2 separate regions of the Gossypium hirsutum genome follow, and region 1 is linked to region 2. The links are chromatin contacts, called in public Hi-C maps. All regions are on one chromosome and are shown on one strand. The core of a region is the stretch at or near the end of the contact, and the rest is flanking DNA. Distances in the headings are between cores, read along the strand shown. Region 1 holds the start of LOC107963372 (transcription factor MYB102). Region 2 holds the start of LOC107961748.

The links. A called contact is a pair of places that touch in the nucleus more often than the background predicts.
Region 1: a Hi-C map of leaf shows a contact between it and region 2, with 2.0 times the contacts expected there. The contact joins the promoter of LOC107963372 here to the promoter of LOC107961748 in region 2. A contact is called at or near these places in 12 of 34 Hi-C or Micro-C datasets (callus, hypocotyl, leaf and 2 more).

What each region holds. Positions count from the first base shown.
Region 1 is chrA06:92,919,384-92,924,614 of Gossypium_hirsutum_v2.1, forward strand. LOC107963372 (transcription factor MYB102) reads left to right here and starts at 2,640. Exons shown (of 3, transcript XM_016899916.2): 1 at 2,640-2,829; 2 at 2,944-3,073; 3 at 3,156-3,979. The coding sequence starts at 2,697. The coding sequence ends at 3,813.
Region 2 is chrA06:92,506,408-92,511,279 of Gossypium_hirsutum_v2.1, forward strand. It overlaps LOC107961748, which reads right to left and starts at 1,390. Exons shown (of 2, transcript XM_016897849.2): 1 at 727-1,390; 2 at 319-632. The coding sequence starts at 999. The coding sequence ends at 465. It overlaps LOC107961746, which reads left to right and starts at 4,061. Exons shown (of 6, transcript XR_005928428.1): 1 at 4,061-4,532; 2 at 4,637-4,872.

The sequences.
Region 1 (5,231 bases), core at 1,390-3,889, 410 kb after region 2:
TTTTACATGAAACATTATTTCCCATTAAAACAATACCGTCAAAAATTGTTTCATATGTTGTATACTAATCTTGATTGGGATTCATATGGAAGGTGCAACTAGAATCAATGATCCACTCCTTTCTCACTTTAGAGTTATTGGTAGAAGCAACTAGGAGTTTACCATCACTGTAGTCTTCTATAACATCAGCTTCACTGGATTGTTTTGGTTGTTTTCTCTTTTGATCTTATTCTGCAACTTACAACATTCAGACTTAATGTACCCTTTCTTTTTACAAAAGTTACAAATTTTACCTTTGCTTGAAGATCTCAATCTACTCTTAGATTTATTGTGAAAATTTCGTTCCTGTGTCCTTCCACGAACAATGAGACCCTTTCCTTAAGAGTCGAATCCAGACACAATATGCTTCATCTTGTTATACGGTGTTAAAGAAGCATAGACTTTATCAATTGTGAAAGATTTGCAGCTATACAAAATTGTATCTTTAAAGGTTGAATAAGACGAGGGCAACAGACAAAGTAGAATTACCCCTAAATTTTCTTTATCGTACTGAACCTTCATGGCCTTTAGGTCCAAGAAAATTTCTTTAAACACAATTAAGTGTTTGTGCACAGACGCACCTTCCTTTAAATGATGAGCATAAAGGCACTATTCATATGCAACTTGTTAATTAGGTTTTTCGACATGCATAGTTGCTGCAACTTTGCCCATAATGTAGTGACGGTCTTTTCCTTTATCACATTCTGTAGAATTTCATTCGACAGATGCATATGTAATTGCATTAAAACCTTTCGATCTTTACACTTCTTCTTTTCCTCTGTCAATGTCGAAGGCATCTTATCTACCCCTAACAAGGCATACTCCAAATCCATCTACACAAGAACTGCCTACATCTTTCTCTGCCACAACGAGAAAATATAACACACAGATTTTACGTAGAAACTCTTACGGGGAAAAACCACAGGCAAAGGAGAAGAAAATTCATTAATGTTGAATTTGAATGATATAAGAGGAGTTTTGACTACATCTATTTATAGATTGAAAAAAAACCTAATTCTAATCAATGTCAAGTATATTATGCTAATAAATGCTAAATAAATTATAGTAATAAATACTAAATCGTCTAGAAATAAAATATTTTTTTAACTTAACTTGCAAGCAATCTCTTAGAATTTAGGTCACACAATTCTAACAAAATTTATTTTTAAAATTAAAAATTAAAACTTTATTTTTAAAATTAAAAATTGTTTTGACACTTTATTTCTAACTTACTTATACAATGTGTCTTAAAATTCTGAATATAGAATTTATAACAAATTTATTTTTCAAATTTCCTTCATCATAATTGACCCATAAATTATATCCATAACATTATGAATATATTATATTTATAATATTTTAAATTTATTATATTGTATTTAAAAAAACTTAAGTATATTTTTTTAAGTTGTTTATATATTCAAATATGTTTCATCAATAATTTTAAATAATATATTAATATCAATATAATAACAATTTATAAAAATAGACGAGTAATTCATGTATCATATCACATAAGATAAAAATTAATTATATATTTATGGATGCAAATTTTAAATTGTGAAAATTAAACCTTTTCCTGAAATTTATTGGAGGGGCCCTTTTTCTGTTCTCTCTATGCATACCAAACACCATTGTTATCATCCTCGAATTAAATGCTTATTTATTTATTAAAAACACACATAAGTAATTGACTTGAATCCCTCAAGTGTTAAAATAATTGCACATTACCCTCATGTGAGGGCAATAGAATCGGCCTACCAATGCAGCTTTCAATGGACAAAACAATTAACTAATCGCTTTTCGATTTTAATTCAATTTCCTTTTTAAAAAATTAAAATATAATTTTTTTAAAAATATTTCCTTTTTGTATTTGCAATTTCTTATGTTTAAAAGAAAAAAAAAATCAAAGGACTTTGAGATAGTAAGTCAAAGCCAATCTTGGTAAAATTGTAGCCATGCAAATTATGCCAGAAGAAAAGAAGGGGCAGGTGGCTGTTTCATGTTGGTGACAGCTAATATGAATCCAGAAAGTGAGGAGTGACACTCTCCTCCCGCATAATGTTGGGCAAAAAATGACTGCAGTTTATGAATTTGGATGGTAATCACATTAATTTTAGAGTTAACCTAGATCTAATTTTTAAATTAAAAATAAAATTTATTATTATTTTTTTCATCTTTAAAACTTAGAATTAAAACTTTGTTTAAAAGGAATAAATTTTTTTACCACTTAAACTTAATAACAAATTTGGATAGATAAATTTGAGATCTATTAAAAGATAAGTAATAATATCACAAAATATTAAGTATACTGATAATACATATTATATTTTAAGAAGATAAAACTTTGAAAATAATGTTGGGAGATATAACCAAAAATTTAAAAAAAAAAATTTCATAAATTATAAACCCAACTTAAAAAAATGAGTTTAACTAAAATAAATAAATAAATAAATAAAAGTAATTGATAGATTTAAAGATATGGGAGCCAAGATTTGAGGACACGTTGCCATAGTAATAAACAGAGGACGGTACCTAATCTATTTGACTTTTGCTTTGGTTTCTCTCCCTATTTATACAAGTACGTACCTATAGGGACCCTGCATCTCTTTGCTGCTGCATCATTTTTCTCTCTTCTCTGTCACTAAGCAATAAACATGGGAAGAGCACTTTGTTGTGATAAAAATGGGCTCAAAAAAGGGCCATGGACTCCTGAAGAAGATAAAAAATTGATTGATTATATTCAAAAACATGGTTATGGAAATTGGAGGACACTTCCAAAGAATGCTGGTAAACCTCTAGCATTCATTTACCGATAGGACACCATATGTTTTGTCTACGGATGAATTATAGTACTTCTTATGGACTTCACGCCTGATGGGTTTGTAAAATCTTTTATTATAGGGTTGCAAAGATGTGGAAAGAGTTGTCGTCTTCGATGGACTAACTACTTGAGGCCTGATATCAAGAGAGGAAGGTTTTCTTTTGAAGAAGAAGAGACTATAATTCAGCTACATAGTATATTGGGCAACAAGTAAGTTCTGTTTACATCTTTATTTGCTGTTTTCAGTTCTATTATTGTGTTTTTTTCCCTTAATGTTTTGTAATGTTTTAAGGTGGTCTGCCATTGCTGCTCGGTTGCCCGGAAGAACAGATAACGAAATAAAAAACTATTGGAACACACACATTAGAAAAATTCTTCTTCGAATGGGGATCGATCCGGTGACCCATACTCCTCGACTGGATCTTCTCGGTCTCTCTTTCCTTCACAACCAATATCTTATCCAGTCTTTTGCTAACCCTGAGCTTCTTCGTAATGTTGACCAATATCAACCATTGATGCAATCTAACCATTTCCATGCACAAGTCGAAGAAACCCCAACTTGTAGTGTTCCATTTTATAACGAAGAACAACAACTCGTGATGAAACCCAACTTGAACCAATTCCCATCAAATTTCAATGACTATGTTATGCCTTCAATTTTGACTGAAGATTACGTGCCGCTACCGCCGCAGTACAACTATTACGGCTCGGATTATCAAACCGTAATGGACCCTTCAATCGAAACCTCGAATTTCCATTCCATCAACAGCAACCAGAGCTTGGGGTTGGGGTCAGTTGTGTCGACGCCTTCGTCGAGCCCCGCCCCATTGAATTCAGACTTCGCATACCTCAACAGTAGCAGCACCACTGAAAACGAAACAGAAAGCTATTGCACCAACATTTTGAAGTCGGAAATCCCTGATATTTTGGATGTTAATGATTTCATGTAATTCCAAATGCATAACTCCCAAAAAGAGTTTTTCTTTTTTCTTTTTTTGATTCAGTGAGACATGTCGATACGTGTAAAAATTTCTACTAATTAATAGTTAATTTCTCTTAAGATCACTGTGTTAGAAGCAACGTTCTGTCCTTTTTCTTTTCTTTACTATTGGTATATCTTATCACATATGTATTATATTATTATACAGACAAGTCATCTTATTATATACTATATATATTTATTCAATTCATATCTACTTCCGAAAATAATGAATCAAATCATACCAAATTATATATAAGATGATGCCGTTTGCTTTCTTCACCAGATTTATGACATTTATGCTTAATCCATACTTATAAGCACTGGTTAAAGATAATTTAAGTTATTTTTTTACTGGTTTATTTAGTGTGTTGGTTTCAACTCTGATTGACAACATATCCGGAGTTTGAACTTCGTGTCCAAATCATCCTTTCCTTTAATTTAGATTTTTTTCTATTTATTTCGATATAAAAAAAAATATAAAAGTATCAATAAAAATAGAAAAAGACATTGGGTTCAAAGAGAGGAAGTGTAAGAGAAACTGTTTTTAAGGTAGTGATGAAGCAATTCTGCTTGGAAGGTCACATAATGGAAGGGGATTTGACCTAAAAAAAAAAGAGAGAGAGAGAGAAGAAAGGAGGGCACGCGTCGATCAATTAGCGTCGACCAAACCTTGAGGGTGGGAGGGCTCACCATTAAAAGGCAGAGCTTGCTTTTATTGAATAACATGGCATGACTCTTGTGCTGTTATTCAAATTCAGAACAATTTAATATCTAATGACGTAAGCATGTTGAAGGGCACGTGGCTCTACCATGCAAAAATGGGTCCCAATGTGAAGGGGTTTGACTTTGAGCTTTCTATCTAGTTTTAGACAAGCTACTCGACTGAGCTCTTTTATATATATATATTTCTTGTATACACGATTTAATGTTGGGTAAACTATCTAAAAAAGTTCTTCTCATTTTATTTTTTTTCAATCTAATCATTTTAATTAATATAATTGTTTGAATTAATTACTGTAATTAAAAATTATATTTTCCACTAACAGCACTATCAATCGTCTTCGTTCCTCTTCGTTCTTGTTTCATAAACAACTTGAACTTATCCTCCAACCCCCACATCAGCATCGCTTCAACGTCGATCCCAAGCATACTGACGATGAGCACTAACCCCCATGTCCCAAGCACTTCTTCAACTACCAGACCCCTCATAATTCCACCATTTCCGTCTCTCCATCGACATATCTATCAACGCCACAAATAAAGTTAAACAAAAATGGGTTATTTGCGATGGAGATCATCGTTAATATCTTCAAAGAACTCGAAAATGAGTACTTGAAGCAGTTTAAAAGCGTTAAAGGCAATGATAAGGTGTGTTGTATCGGTCTG
Region 2 (4,872 bases), core at 140-2,639:
CTCAAAATCGACTTATTTCCCTAAATAATTTTAAAACCGGCCTAAAAACCTAAATAAATTTCAAAATCGACTTATACATCTTATTTAACCCATATATAATATTATAATTTAGACATTAAAAACATGTGAATTTCTTATGTTTAAAATTTTAATAAAAAAATTATATAAAATTAAAAATAAAATAATATATAACAATCAGGTTAATTATTTATAAATATGAATAAATTTAAATAAAATTTAATTAAATTAATATCATAGAACTTGTTTTACACACAAAATCTCTATTAATATATATTTGATGAGCAAAGTTAATTTAATTCAACAATACCAGTTCAAATTCAAATGGTACTAAAAGAACATACAATAATTTGATCCACTATGATATGACCCAAAAACTTTAATTTGAATGAAAATTCACAGTTAAGCTAAAAAAGTTATATAAGAATTATATAATCTAAATCCATCTAAAAAGGAAATTCAGATTCATCCCATTGAAGAACTGCAGAATCTATGTTTTGTTCTCTTTTCAGTTTATCTTTCACAAACCAATCACATACTCTTCCAGCATTCATCTCTTCAATTGAACATCCTTCCTGTTCTGATATCACTCTAAGTAGATTCAATGATGATATCTGCAACCATACCCCCAATTTTCTTAATTTTAGTCTTAAATAGCATTCAGATATTAGATTTCACATTTCCATGGAATATTAAGGAGAGGTTTACCGTTAATCGACATAGGAACTTTTCATGAGAGCTTAAACCAGATATTTCAACCAAACCAGCCTCTTCTAGAGATAGGAAACTTCTTCTTTCTGTCTTCTTTTCTCCTTCACCACCTTGGCTATTGCTGCATCCTCTTATTACAAGCTTTCTTGCAATGGACAATTTGTTTGCTGGTGAAAAACTGGTTTGGGTTTTAGCTAGTTTTTGAGGATATCTAGGATTGGATAGTAATGGTGTTTGATAAAGAGTTGTACAAGGTAAGTGTAAAATCATACTTTCTGTTTCGATCAAAAGAAGATCACTAGAAGAGAATTAGGTTGAATTTGGATCGTTATGGAGTTTATGTGGTGGAGATGGAGATGAGGAGAATACAGGCAAATTAAATCGGCTTGTTGGTGTAGTCTTTACAAACATGGGTTATGGGATATTAAAAACGGGCCAAAAGTGAGTTGGGCTTCAACTTGTCAAATGACCACAGTTCATTAGCTTTTTGTAAGATAATGGATAAGCATGCCATGTACATGTTGTGTAAGATAAAGGAGGACCTTTAAGGATTTTCATTTCCTGCAACTCAAAAGATCATTAAAAAAAAAAGGTTCAAAATTTAATGGATAATTAAGCTTTTTTCAATGGTTGTTTAATATATTTTTTAGTGATTAAAAAATCCAAGTAATTTTGGTGTACTTACAATTAATTAATTAAAAGATTGACGCCCTTTTTTGTGTTCTATTTATTCAACAGGAAAGAGAAATGTCAACAATACCATTTCTAGTTTTTTTTTTTAATTACGGAAGAAAATTCATTATAACTTTGATTTTAAAATAGCAATTTTGGCTCTACTTATAAACGGTTTTGTTTAAATTAGAAGGATTGATTAAAATAATTATATTTGTGGTTGAAAGTTAATTAAGAATGTAATAACAGAAATAATTAGTGAGAATAGCGCGGAAATTGAATTATTGGCTTCGTCTGGTCCTCTTAAATCTTAAGCAATTAGGCCAGAGAGGAAAAGAGAGAGTAAGTTACCATTGACCAAGTTAAAATTAGGCTTGAATGAGACTTTGTTTAAAATGAAGTCTTATTTTTTCTTTATTTAAAAAATTCAGTAACTCAAAATTTCAAATAGTCTCTGATATGATGGACAAAAATTAAATATGATAAATTAACAAATATTTACAAAAATTATTAATAACAATAATGATTAGAGTAAAAATTTTAAATTGAAAAAAAATAAAAAGATAAAATTTTTAACTTTTAAAATATAGAAATTAAATTTCAAATTATACAAAATAAAAAATTTCATTCAAACGGAGACAAATAAGAAAGAAATTTCTTATCTAAAATTGGATACAAAACAAACAATCAAACCTTGAGCAAATTAAATTGAGTTGTTAGTGTAAAACTAAGGATTTGTTTAACATTACTTTTTAAAAGTGTTTTTGGGGACAAAAGCACTTTTCAAACAAGAAGCAATGCTAAACAAATAATTTGTAGAGTCAAAAGTGTTTTTAAAAGTATTTTTGAATTTAAAAGCAAAAGCAATTTTCTTTTAAACTTTTGCTATTGACAAAAGTGCTTTTAGATCAAATGACAGTTTTAACCTTTATAATATATTTTATATAATGTTTGTATTTTGTATATAATTATTTTCCTATTAAAATTTATTATATATATAATATTATATTTTAATTTTTTATTGGTTATATTTTATTATTTAAAATATAGTTTATATATTCAAATTAAATTTTATGAATAATTAAGATTAAATTTTTTTAAAAATATTTAAAATTTATATTTCATATATTAAAATATTAACAAGTTATAATAAATTATTTTTTATATTCTTACTAAAATATCATAATATTAATTAATTTGAACATTATTTAAATGTAAATTTATTACTTTATAACACCATGTCTAAAATAGATATTTTATTTCTTAAAAATTCTTTTTGACAGTAATACTAAATATTTAAATCTTAAATTAAAATTTTCAAAAATATTTTCCAAATATTTTTTAAAAACTCTTTTAAAAAATATTGCTAAACTAAAATTATATTGAGGTAAAATGAACATAATCCATAAGCTTTTTATAAGAGAATGGATCGCTACATTTCCCACAACAAAATGCATTCCTTCATTTCCCTCGTTTAGAATTCAAACTAAGTAAGAAGTTCTTACCATGTGAGTGGATTAATTTTTTGTTAAGTCATGTCAACATTATTGCAAGAGAAAGGATAAGCATGCTACGTCAGGCATGAGGTGTAATACTAATCTTCAGAAACATTTTTAATTAGGTCAAATGTCGGGTTCATTAGTGCTAATTTAACCCCTAAAAATCGAAATTAGAGATAGAAATCATGAACTGATTACATTACTTGTCAGGGGAGAAAGATTGACAGTAGGGCTCTAAAATCCTCACACTGCATATATTTATATTTCCTTATAAACAAGCTATGTACATGTAAGAATTTTAACAACCTGAGGGTAAAGATTTTGGTTAGTTAAGACCCCAGCAACTCAAGTACATGACAGTTCTGAGAGACTCTTCGGCCTATTTCAACCTATCGATGTTGGCAGCCTTGAAACCCTCGGAGTTAACTGCATTGAGATGACGCCTTGCTTGCTTAGAGGAACACCAAGAAGAAGAATCCTTGAGAGATTCACACTTGGATGACTGCTCTTTCATCCCCTGCATCAGTCACAACCTTATAAATATCCCAAACTACAAAGGAAAAGATTGTTTTCAAAGTATTTCAAGTGTAGATTGAGAGTGGATATATATATATATAGATATTAGATAGGACGAAGAGGGAAAACGCGTCTAAAGCTTTCCTTAATGATTAGGAGACTGACAAAGAGATGGAGATTGGAGATAAGTGGATAAGGACAACTGGATGTCTAAGTTTGATTTTGGAAGTTTCCTCATATGAGATTTGTTTGCTTTCCATTAGTTTAAAATTCTTTGTATTTTAAGATATTTTTTCTCAAAATCATACTAATCCTCAAAGAAAAGCCAATGTTATCACAATTGGATCCAACAGGTTAAAATATGTAATATATATTCAACTTATTTCTATATTAATTAAATAAAATTTATAAAAATTTATTACCGATTTCAACCATTAATTTTTTTAGTCTTGTTGATTGAAGATCAAAGTGATGGAAGTTAAGAACAGCTCATCCAGTGAGAAATTGGATAAGAACAATAGAAAGTGGTGGAAAGGGAAAAGAGAGAGAGATGATCTTGGGGCATTGAAAAGCACCGTGGGTCTTTTCCAAGGTGTCACTCACTACTTCGTTGGCTTTGGACTTCTTAGGGCTCAATTAACCTTTAAATGTCCTTTTTATTTTTTTTTCAAAATATATATTGGATTTATAAAAGCAAACACAAGACAAGTCCTTTGGGTTATCCAAATTATTAACACATTCACGCCAACAAACAGGCCAATGGATTCCCAAATTTTGAAACAATAAGCTCAGCTAATCTTTCTAGAGACGCTTCACAAAGCATAAAAAATTAAAGATTCTAGGATTTTCCAACACCATTTCGATTGAAGCAACAAAATTAGGGGAAACTGTTCATCTTCTTTAAGAATGCAATGGACAAAACTTTTGCTACTTCCCATTCCTTCATCTTCGAGCACGTTTCAATCTGGAGCTTCCAGTAAGCTACGGTTTCTCTCAACCAGTATTGCCGCAACCTTTGGGATCCCATACCTCAAAAACACCTATTGTTTTTGCCAAAGACCTCCGCTGGCTAACTGGTGCCCCACTTCATTGGCCGATCTGTTCACATGCATAAAGGTACAACTTTGAAAAACCTTACTTAACCTCTTCACATATTCAATATAGGCCGATATTTTAGAGGAATCTGTTCCATCTTTGGTTGCTTTCTTTATCACTGTTAGGGAATCTCCTTTCAACCTCCGGCTTTTGTAAATTTAAATCTAAGCACATCCTCAATGCCAACACACAAGCCACTGTTTCCGCCGCAAAAGGCGAAAGAATCCTCTCAGTCAAGGTGATTTTTGATGCTATAGCTCTTCTTCTTGAATTTCTTAATAATATTCCAGAACATGATATTTCTTCCTGCTTTCGAAATTCATCATCAAAGTTTACTTTTATGTACCCATCTTTCGGGCAT